Linked DNA regions of Anser cygnoides: all the other regions are linked to region 1. The links are chromatin contacts, called in public Hi-C maps. All regions are on one chromosome and are shown on one strand. Each heading gives the region's core, a stretch centred on a gene start, on an enhancer-like site or on the middle of the called end of the contact. The rest is flanking DNA. Distances are from core to core; before and after follow the strand shown. Region 1 holds the start of SH3GLB1 (SH3 domain containing GRB2 like, endophilin B1). Region 2 holds the start of ZNHIT6 (zinc finger HIT-type containing 6). Region 3 overlaps COL24A1 (collagen type XXIV alpha 1 chain).

Region 1 (2,618 bases), core at 82-2,581:
CACGGTGCAAGGTTCACAGAAGACTAAGCAGTATTTTGTTCTGGCCAGAGCTAGACCACGTCGGCTTTTGTGAATTCCAGCCTGAACACACCACTTGTCCCAGGCATTCCTGGGGTACCTCTCACCTGAGGTGATGCTTCTGCCTCAGCGTCAGGCACCCCTGCACTCAGTTGTTCAGTATCTCTGTCTTGTTGTGGGACGCCACTGGGAGCTATTGGCAACACCAATGAAAGCTATGAAAAGAATTACATTTGCGTCTCCAAATGTAAAATCTTTGATGCTTCTGTCTTTTCACACGTTGTATGCTGATATCACAAGACATACTAACCAGTTCTTACATGACCACCTAGAGCACAGCACTGTCTCCTCCAACACCAGAGACTCCTGAGACCTTATTATGCTAGTAGAACTCCTTTTAAGAAATGGAAACAAACATGCCATATACTTTTTGTATATAAACAGTTACACACATAGGTGTTTATTATGTAAGTGACATGATAAAAGCTGAAAGTGGTAGAACACGCTCAGGTAAACAAACGCACGCATACAGTAGCTTTCAGGCCCTCTCCTTAGCAGCAGTGCTATGGGTACAAGGGGAACTTGACACTGCTTGGCTTTTGTTTTGGCTTTAATTCCTGGAATCTGACCAGCACTTAAGAAAGATTGTGTTGGTTCTTCCGGTTACTTCCTTGTTCTGGAATTCACTTCCTGCCTTCGTGCCCTAGGATTTCCTCCAACTTTATCAAACCTAGCCTGGGGTTACTTAACGTTGGGATTAGCTGGTGAATTACCTCGCCAAATGACCAGGTTCACTTTCAAGCAGGGAATATTAATTCATGGCTAATGATAACACCTTGTGAACATTTCAAACTAGCTAGCCCATGCCAAAGGTCCTTTTTTCCTTCCTGAGCATTCAAAACTAACAATGAGGGATGCTAAAATAGTGGAAAAATTATTAAAAGCAGTGACTGTTTTCTTCTAACTTGCTTTATTGGTGGCGTTAAGTTACATTATGATACTCGAGGCGTTTTCAAATACTCCTGCGATGTTCTGCCGCTACTTTACGGTTGTGTCTCTGCACAAAACCAACAGTTTCTGAACGACCGCTTCCAGGCTGTGCCCGGCTCAGGCTCTCACAGAACGCCCTGAGGCGGGCGGTAACGGCGGGCGGCTCCCTCAGGCGGGGCGCGAGGCGCGACCCCGCACGGCGCCTCCGGGCCGCCCCCAGCGGCGGGAAGCGCCGCCCGCCCGCTCCCGCCCGCTCCCGCCCCGGCGCCGCGCCCGCCGTCGTCCCTTGCGCGGCCGATCCGGGCCCTGCGCCTGACGCCGCGGCCGCGCCCAATCGGCGGCGGCGCCGGGCCCGGGCCCTCCCCCCGGCGGCTCCCCACAGGGCCGGGCCGGGCCGGGAGCGGCGGCGGCCGCCGGAGCTGAGTCAGCGCCGTGCCGCCGCCGCAAGATGAACATCATGGACTTCAACGTGAAGAAGCTGGCGGCCGACGCGGGCACCTTCCTGAGCCGCGCCGTGCAGGTAGGGCCGCCCCGCGGGGTGGGGTGGGGCGGAGGGGGCACCGCCGTGACTGGGCTCCGTGAGGCCGCCGCGGGGCGTTGGCCCGGCCCGGGGGAGGCGGGGGCAGCCCGGTGCTCCTGCGGCTCCGCCCGGGGAAGCGGGGCTCCGACGGGACGCGCCGAGGCTGCTGTCTGCCGGGGGTGGGCTGGTTCGGGGCTCGTTGGGCAGCCTATTGTTTCTGAATCGGTTTTCCCCTTTCTTCGCGCTGAGGGCACTGTAATTGGCTTTTGTTCCTTCGCCGTTGTCTTGAGCCGTAATCCTCTTCCTTTACATAATCAAACCTGACCAGATTTCCTGTGGGGAGGTGGAGGTCCGAGCAGAGCGTAGTAATTCGCTGTGGTTTCTTGTGATTTTTCCGTGGGTCACGGTCAGGTTTGGCACGGGATTAAAGCGGTTATCTGGTGTGATCAGGCTGATGTATTGGCCTAAATCTCCGTGTTCAAGCAGAACCAGCAATCAGCAGCAGAGCTCTGAAAATACAACCTCATCAGAAAACATTGTTGCTCCGATTGCAATGAACTCCAAGTAGTAGTTGTGGCTTTCCTTTGTGATGGAGGTCTTTCCATGCCCCCCCTTCCCCGGCTTCTGTCAGGGCTGCGTGCTTCCCAGCCTGTCTTCCTTTCCAGCCTCCGCCCCTTCAGCTTTTCTTGCTGGCCAAGGGAAAAAGGGACGTGAAGTTCACCCCTCATTGTAAGAGCCTGTGGCGGGACCTTGCGATTTTTGTCACCTTCTCCTCAGATGAGAAGCGTAATGAAGCCCCTGAGGGGGAGGAGCGAATCCTTCACACATTATTGCAGTCCGAGTGGCTAATGCTGTGTGTGCTACTGCTGCTCCTCCTGTTTTGTTTCTTTATTTGTGTTACTGGCTATGGGAGGCCTACAGATGAGACTGAGAGGCAATCTGTTTGTGGATTCGTTTTTTTATGTTTGGGCATCATTGGATAATGTGGTGTAATCTGACAGTAGTTCCTTTGATATTAGAAACAAACAAATGAAACAGTTCAGCGGCATAAAATGATGTGTAAGAAAGCCACTTAACTTCCATTTCAACT
Region 2 (2,618 bases), core at 63-2,562, 240 kb before region 1:
AATAGAAAAAAAACGTAGTGCTAACCTACTACAAATGGTGAATTTTAAAAAGCACATGGAATATTCTTACCGCTCAGAAGGTTCAAATCGGTAAATTCATTTACAGAGATAAATGATGTTTTATCCCTGACTCCATTACAGCTCAGTGCAAGCTTATGCTTCTTTACACACGATAGACTGAAACGACACAAAAAAGAACCATTAATACGCCACGCTCAGCACAAGAAACATAACAGCTCAATTTAGATAACAGATACCTGCACGAATATTTCATGCATCGCGGACATCTGTACTTAGCTTCCTCTTCACTACACGTTTCACATCTGAAAGAAGCAGAAAACACCTCTTAGGAAAGTGGCAGCTTTGTGCCCAGCTGGCAGTGGCTTGGGAGGGCACCACCCAACAGGCAGGCACGGTGCCATCAGCTGTCACGTTTGGATAACGTTACCTGAACCTTGAAAGGAGAGAGGGAAAGCACAGATAGCTTGGATTTGATAAGCTAGTGGACACAGCAACATGAGCTACGGTGAATATCTCCAAACACGTACCAGGGTCCTACCGATATTAAAATGCACCGCAGAGACGCTTTGAGGAACACCAAGCTAATGCAGGGCTGGAAGCACAGCAAGGCTGCATCACTTTATGCTTCGCAGGCTGCTCTATCAGTGCCTTTCTGCATTTATATTACTCATAATGTGCATTACTACTTTTCATCTGTCTAAAACTGGGTGCATCAGTGTCTGGGATTCACACTATGACCTGAACACCTCCGCTGGCAGAGACCAAACCCGGGAGCCTCCTGGGGCTGCCTCCCTCCCTCGCTCCCTCCCAGCCCCTGCCCGCTGCCCAGCCGCCCCGCACCCTGTCGGGCAGCCAGGCCGGCCGCATGGCGCCGCACCGCCGCTCCTCCCTCCCAGGCGCGGCGGCAGGAGCGAGGATGCCCGGGGCAGGGCGGCGCCGAAGGGCTCGGACCCCGCCGGGCAGGCCCGGCCCGGAGCAGCGGCCTCGCGGTGGGGAGAGGCCGCCGCAGGACGCGGGCCGCAGCCTCCCCGCGGCGGCCCCGGAGCCCCCGGGAGGCGCCCCCCGGGCCGGGCCGCGGCCGCGAGGGGAAGCGAGGGCGCAGCCCGGGGGCTGCGAGGCCGCCCCGTCCCCGCGCCCCTACCTCTGCAGGGACATCTTCCGCCCCCCGGCCGCCCGCCCGGGGCTCCCGGGGCCGCCCTGCCCCGCCATGGCTGCGCGGCGCCGCCTCCGCACGCGGGGCCCGACGGGGCGAGCCCGGCCGAGGCCTTCCCCCGGCCGGCGGCGCCGCCTGGCGGCTCGCGGCGGCCTCTGCGGCCCTCCCGCGTGGAAATCCTCCCCGCCTCAGCAGGGACAGCAGGGCTCTGACACACAGCTGTGGTCTAGCTCAGGGCTTGCTCTAAAATTCGGGGTAACAAAGGAGACGATTGCCTCCAACCATCAGCAATTAACAGCTGAGGGAAGGTACCTTCACAACACCGTGGGACAGAGTTGGGCCAGAGCTCCTGGGAGTGCTTTGAAGAGCTCAGGTGGCTGCAGGCAAGCGGCTTCCCGAAACTCATGCTGCACAATGTAATAGTACGCTGCTTTCAACCGACCGTTTCTGGCAGCCTCCCACCTCAAGCACCACAGTACATTACTGGCTGGTAGTGGCCCGGTGCACAAAGTCTTCGTGCAGTTGGCATGGGATTTGCATTTTTGACTCAATCACAGAAATGAAGATATTTACATCTGAGCAGACTAATAATGCTTTAAGATATGTGTTTTTAAAATAGACGATTTCTGATAGAAACTAAGAGAAAACAAATACAGGCTATAAATAATTTCCAAAAGTAAGGCAATAAGATTAAAAAATACACATGAAGCAGAACATTTTCTAACATTCTTACTGTACATATATATATATATCACATCAGCTCCAAAGACAAACTAAGAGCAAACGCCAAGTGATGCTGGCAAAACTAGCAATCTTGAAAATGCAAAAGCAACAGGAAGGAATTTTCTATAACCTTTATTGTCATTCAGTGATCTTACATAGTTTTTGATCAGATTTTCTCACAGGGAACAAAAACAATGCTTTAATCAAAAACATAGGATGTACATGTACTTTACCTTGTAAAAAGTAAATACTTGTGCAATATTCCACGGCATTTCCCCTTGGAAAACAAAGCACTAGCACCTAAAAAGTACCCTTCTAGAGGATTTCCATCATTGCTGAGAATGAACTATACAGTATCAAAACAAGATAGTAAAAGACAAACGGACAGTTTGGAAGCTTATTTTATTATAGCTTAAGTATGCTTTCCTGTGGATCAAGACAATTAAACCAGTTGTTTGAACACTTCCCTGCTTTGCAGTATGGTTTGGTATCATTTCCCACTTATCTGCCATCTTCCTCAGTAGACTTTGGATTGAAATAGATACATCGTTATAAAAGAGTTATAAAAGAGTGCTTTTCCTAATAGTAAAATTGTTTTTTGTTTGTTTTTAATAAAGATGGTTGAACATTTTAGGCTTAATTTAAGGAAACAAATGATCTAATAATATTGCAAAAAAATGAAATTTCTAAATTGATGAAATGTTGATTATAATTTAACAGC
Region 3 (2,618 bases), core at 42-2,541, 150 kb before region 1:
ACACTCAGGGAACTGAGGGGTTGTTGGGGATGCAGATGGCATTACTCTGTTAAACAGAACAAATCAGGCATGGCGACAAATGTCATCAGCACAGGGAAGATGGGAAGAAGAGTCTTCCCTTCAAGCTCCTGCTACCACAGGCTTCCTAGGCAGCCTCTGGTCTCCGCTGCAGCTCAGGAAAAGGCTCTGTAAATATTCCATCAGCATTGCAGGCCCCTGCAGCTGCAGCTCGGGCCCCTTGCTTGAACAAGCCCTGCAGGGTGAGTTTTGGGGGAGGAGGGGGAAGTGTTGCTGCCTGTTTGAGAAGGCAGCAAGATCAGAAGTTGTCTTGACAGATTAGAAGGAACTTGTCTGCAAATATTTGTGTTAAAACAGGCTTCTTTGTAATGGGTAAGTCTAATTTCAGATCCAGGCTTTCTGAGTTTAATTCTGTTAAAGTACTGTTCTTCCTCAGATCTTGTGGAAAGGGCATCTCTGCTTTCTCAGGAAATGAGGGAGACTTGGGAGTACAAAGAGGGGGGAAAGAACTCACCTTTTGATATAATTTGCCAAGCAGCAGGTCACATAACCCCTCAGAGTGCTTTGAGGATGAAAAGCTACATGCTGGCATCACCTGACATTCCCACAAGGGGAACTTTGCCTCAGTGACAGGAAATGAAGAATATTTTTTTCCTTATGCTCCAAAACATTAGCATCAGAGGATAACAGCTATAGCAGCAAAATTTGCATAACCTTTTCTAAAATAAATTCCTCATAAGGGTGTCTGGAAAGGACAAGCCTTCAGAAAGGCCATCTCTGCCCAGTTGCTGACTCCGGTCCGTATCAGAACAGTCTTTAGAGACAAACTGACTGCACTTTCCAAAGCAGCATCCAGCAAGAAGAGCTGATTCAAATCAGTTGCTTTTTTGCCCAGCACTGATTGGTCATTTGTCTTTTCACTGTTTTCCCATATCAAAGGAAATTTGAGTTTGGAGTCTTCAGCCAAGAGTTCCCTACAAATAGAGCAAGACAGCAAAGCTTCTTTGACAGTAGCCAGTAAAGCAACTTGACTGTGCTGCAGTTTGAACACCATACCACGAGAGCACTTCAAGTCTGCACAATGCCAAAGCCAAAGCTGTTATCATACTGATTATAATGCAGTAAATGACATACTTGTATTCAAAATGACATAATTGTGTTCAGTAACAGTTCAAAGGACAAAATCAACTATCAAATGCATAAGTATACGAAAGCTGGGGTTTGGGCACAGAGGCAGAATCCCATTTGTTAAGACGATCCTAGAATAATGGTTTAAATAAGAAATACAAAATCATATCTAGTGCAAGAAGTTTTGGAGACGAGACATTCATCAGCAATGCAATGAGGACAGTAAGACACCTGGTTCTCAAGGTAGTCAGCACCTGCAAGAGTGGAAACTGTGCTCTCAGCAACTGTGCAGTTGTCTTCTCTAATACACCTGCTTACTACAGAACTACCCTCGCACTTTCCACATAAAAGTAACAGCGCAAAATTTTCCTGTGGACTTCAATACTTTGCTTTTCAGGCATAAATCTCCTTTCTGTTTGGGAGAGGAGTTAATATTGAGTGTTACATATTTTACTATGTTAATTAAAACATAATATAATACTTACAGGATTCCCATCTGGGCCTGGGGGGCCTCTATTTCCAAAGTCACCTGGAAAACCCTGAAGCAGAACAGAAAATGTTTTCTTTGTCCAAGACACAAAGGATGGTCTAAGCGCTTTGTTTGTTTTAAACTAATTTTTATGAGTGTACTATGGCCAGGCAAATCTCAACAATCTACTGCCATAACTGTAAGGTGTGACGCACATAGCATTACTGTCTTATCATTTAATCAATAGAGGTTCATAGGTTAGTGGTCAACTCAGCAGATTTAACTGATTCTCAGTCTGTACACCAGTGGCCGAATTTTTGCAAGGCACTGAAAGCGTACTATAAAATTTCTCACACACAAAATGTGTATTTGACAGTGTCTATCTTGTTAAAAGTTACCAGCTGACAGGATATAGACAGAGATTAATTTACTATTCTTTTCTTAATAACATACTTTGGTTGTATAGTCTACTGCAGGTAGATGTTGGAAGAAGCAGAGTTACCACGACACACAGGAGTATCGATTATAAATAAAGTGAAAAGAAGAATACAATGGGAGTTTTGCCAGCCATCAGATCACAGATGCAGGCCACAGATGATTATTTATATACAGCAGGAACACAGCACAGCACAAATTATAAGGGCACTAGATTACCCAGTCATCATAATCCCATTATCTTCTAACTGATGCTGATAACACTACACTAGTAAGTAGAAAAAGAACTGAATATGCAACAGGAAAACAGATAAGCCTAAAATTGAAAGTAATATAATACTACTACTGTGCAACAAATGTTTTATTACATCAATATCATCATCTAACATTATTATAAAGCATACGAAGGACAACCATTCCTATTTTTAATATAAAACAAACTGGTTTTGCATAGTTATAATGGACAGGATTAGTAAATTCTTGGTATAATTTACAACATCTGTTCTGTCATATTGACTGCTGGTTGTAACTAATTCCATACAGAAGAAAGCTATGTAAAAACATTCTC

What was found. A called contact is a pair of places that touch in the nucleus more often than the background predicts.
Region 2: a Hi-C map of liver shows a contact between it and region 1, with 2.8 times the contacts expected there. The contact joins the promoter of ZNHIT6 here to the promoter of SH3GLB1 in region 1. A contact is called at or near these places in 2 of 7 Hi-C or Micro-C datasets (granulosa cells and liver).
Region 3: a Hi-C map of liver shows a contact between it and region 1, with 2.4 times the contacts expected there. The contact joins the enhancer-like site here to the promoter of SH3GLB1 in region 1. A contact is called at or near these places in 2 of 7 Hi-C or Micro-C datasets (both in liver).

The regions. Positions count from the first base shown.
Region 1 is chr8:18,242,031-18,244,648 of Taihu_goose_T2T_genome, reverse strand. It overlaps SH3GLB1 (SH3 domain containing GRB2 like, endophilin B1), which reads left to right and starts at 1,331. Exons shown (of 11, transcript XM_048058911.2): 1 at 1,331-1,528. The coding sequence starts at 1,457.
Region 2 is chr8:18,486,785-18,489,402 of Taihu_goose_T2T_genome, reverse strand. ZNHIT6 (zinc finger HIT-type containing 6) reads right to left here and starts at 1,312. Exons shown (of 10, transcript XM_067001236.1): 1 at 1,163-1,312; 2 at 258-323; 3 at 71-177. The coding sequence starts at 1,230. It overlaps COL24A1 (collagen type XXIV alpha 1 chain), which reads right to left. Exons shown (of 60, transcript XM_048059107.2): 60 at 2,014-2,618.
Region 3 is chr8:18,395,459-18,398,076 of Taihu_goose_T2T_genome, reverse strand. COL24A1 (collagen type XXIV alpha 1 chain) reads right to left here. Exons shown (of 60, transcript XM_048059107.2): 13 at 1,632-1,685. Among named protein-coding and RNA genes, the nearest start is that of COL24A1, 44 kb to the right of the region's middle. Within about 2 kb of position 1,291, at least 2 of the 3 cell types and tissues checked have open chromatin away from gene starts, as enhancers often do. A contact at or near this core is called in liver, where this site is marked.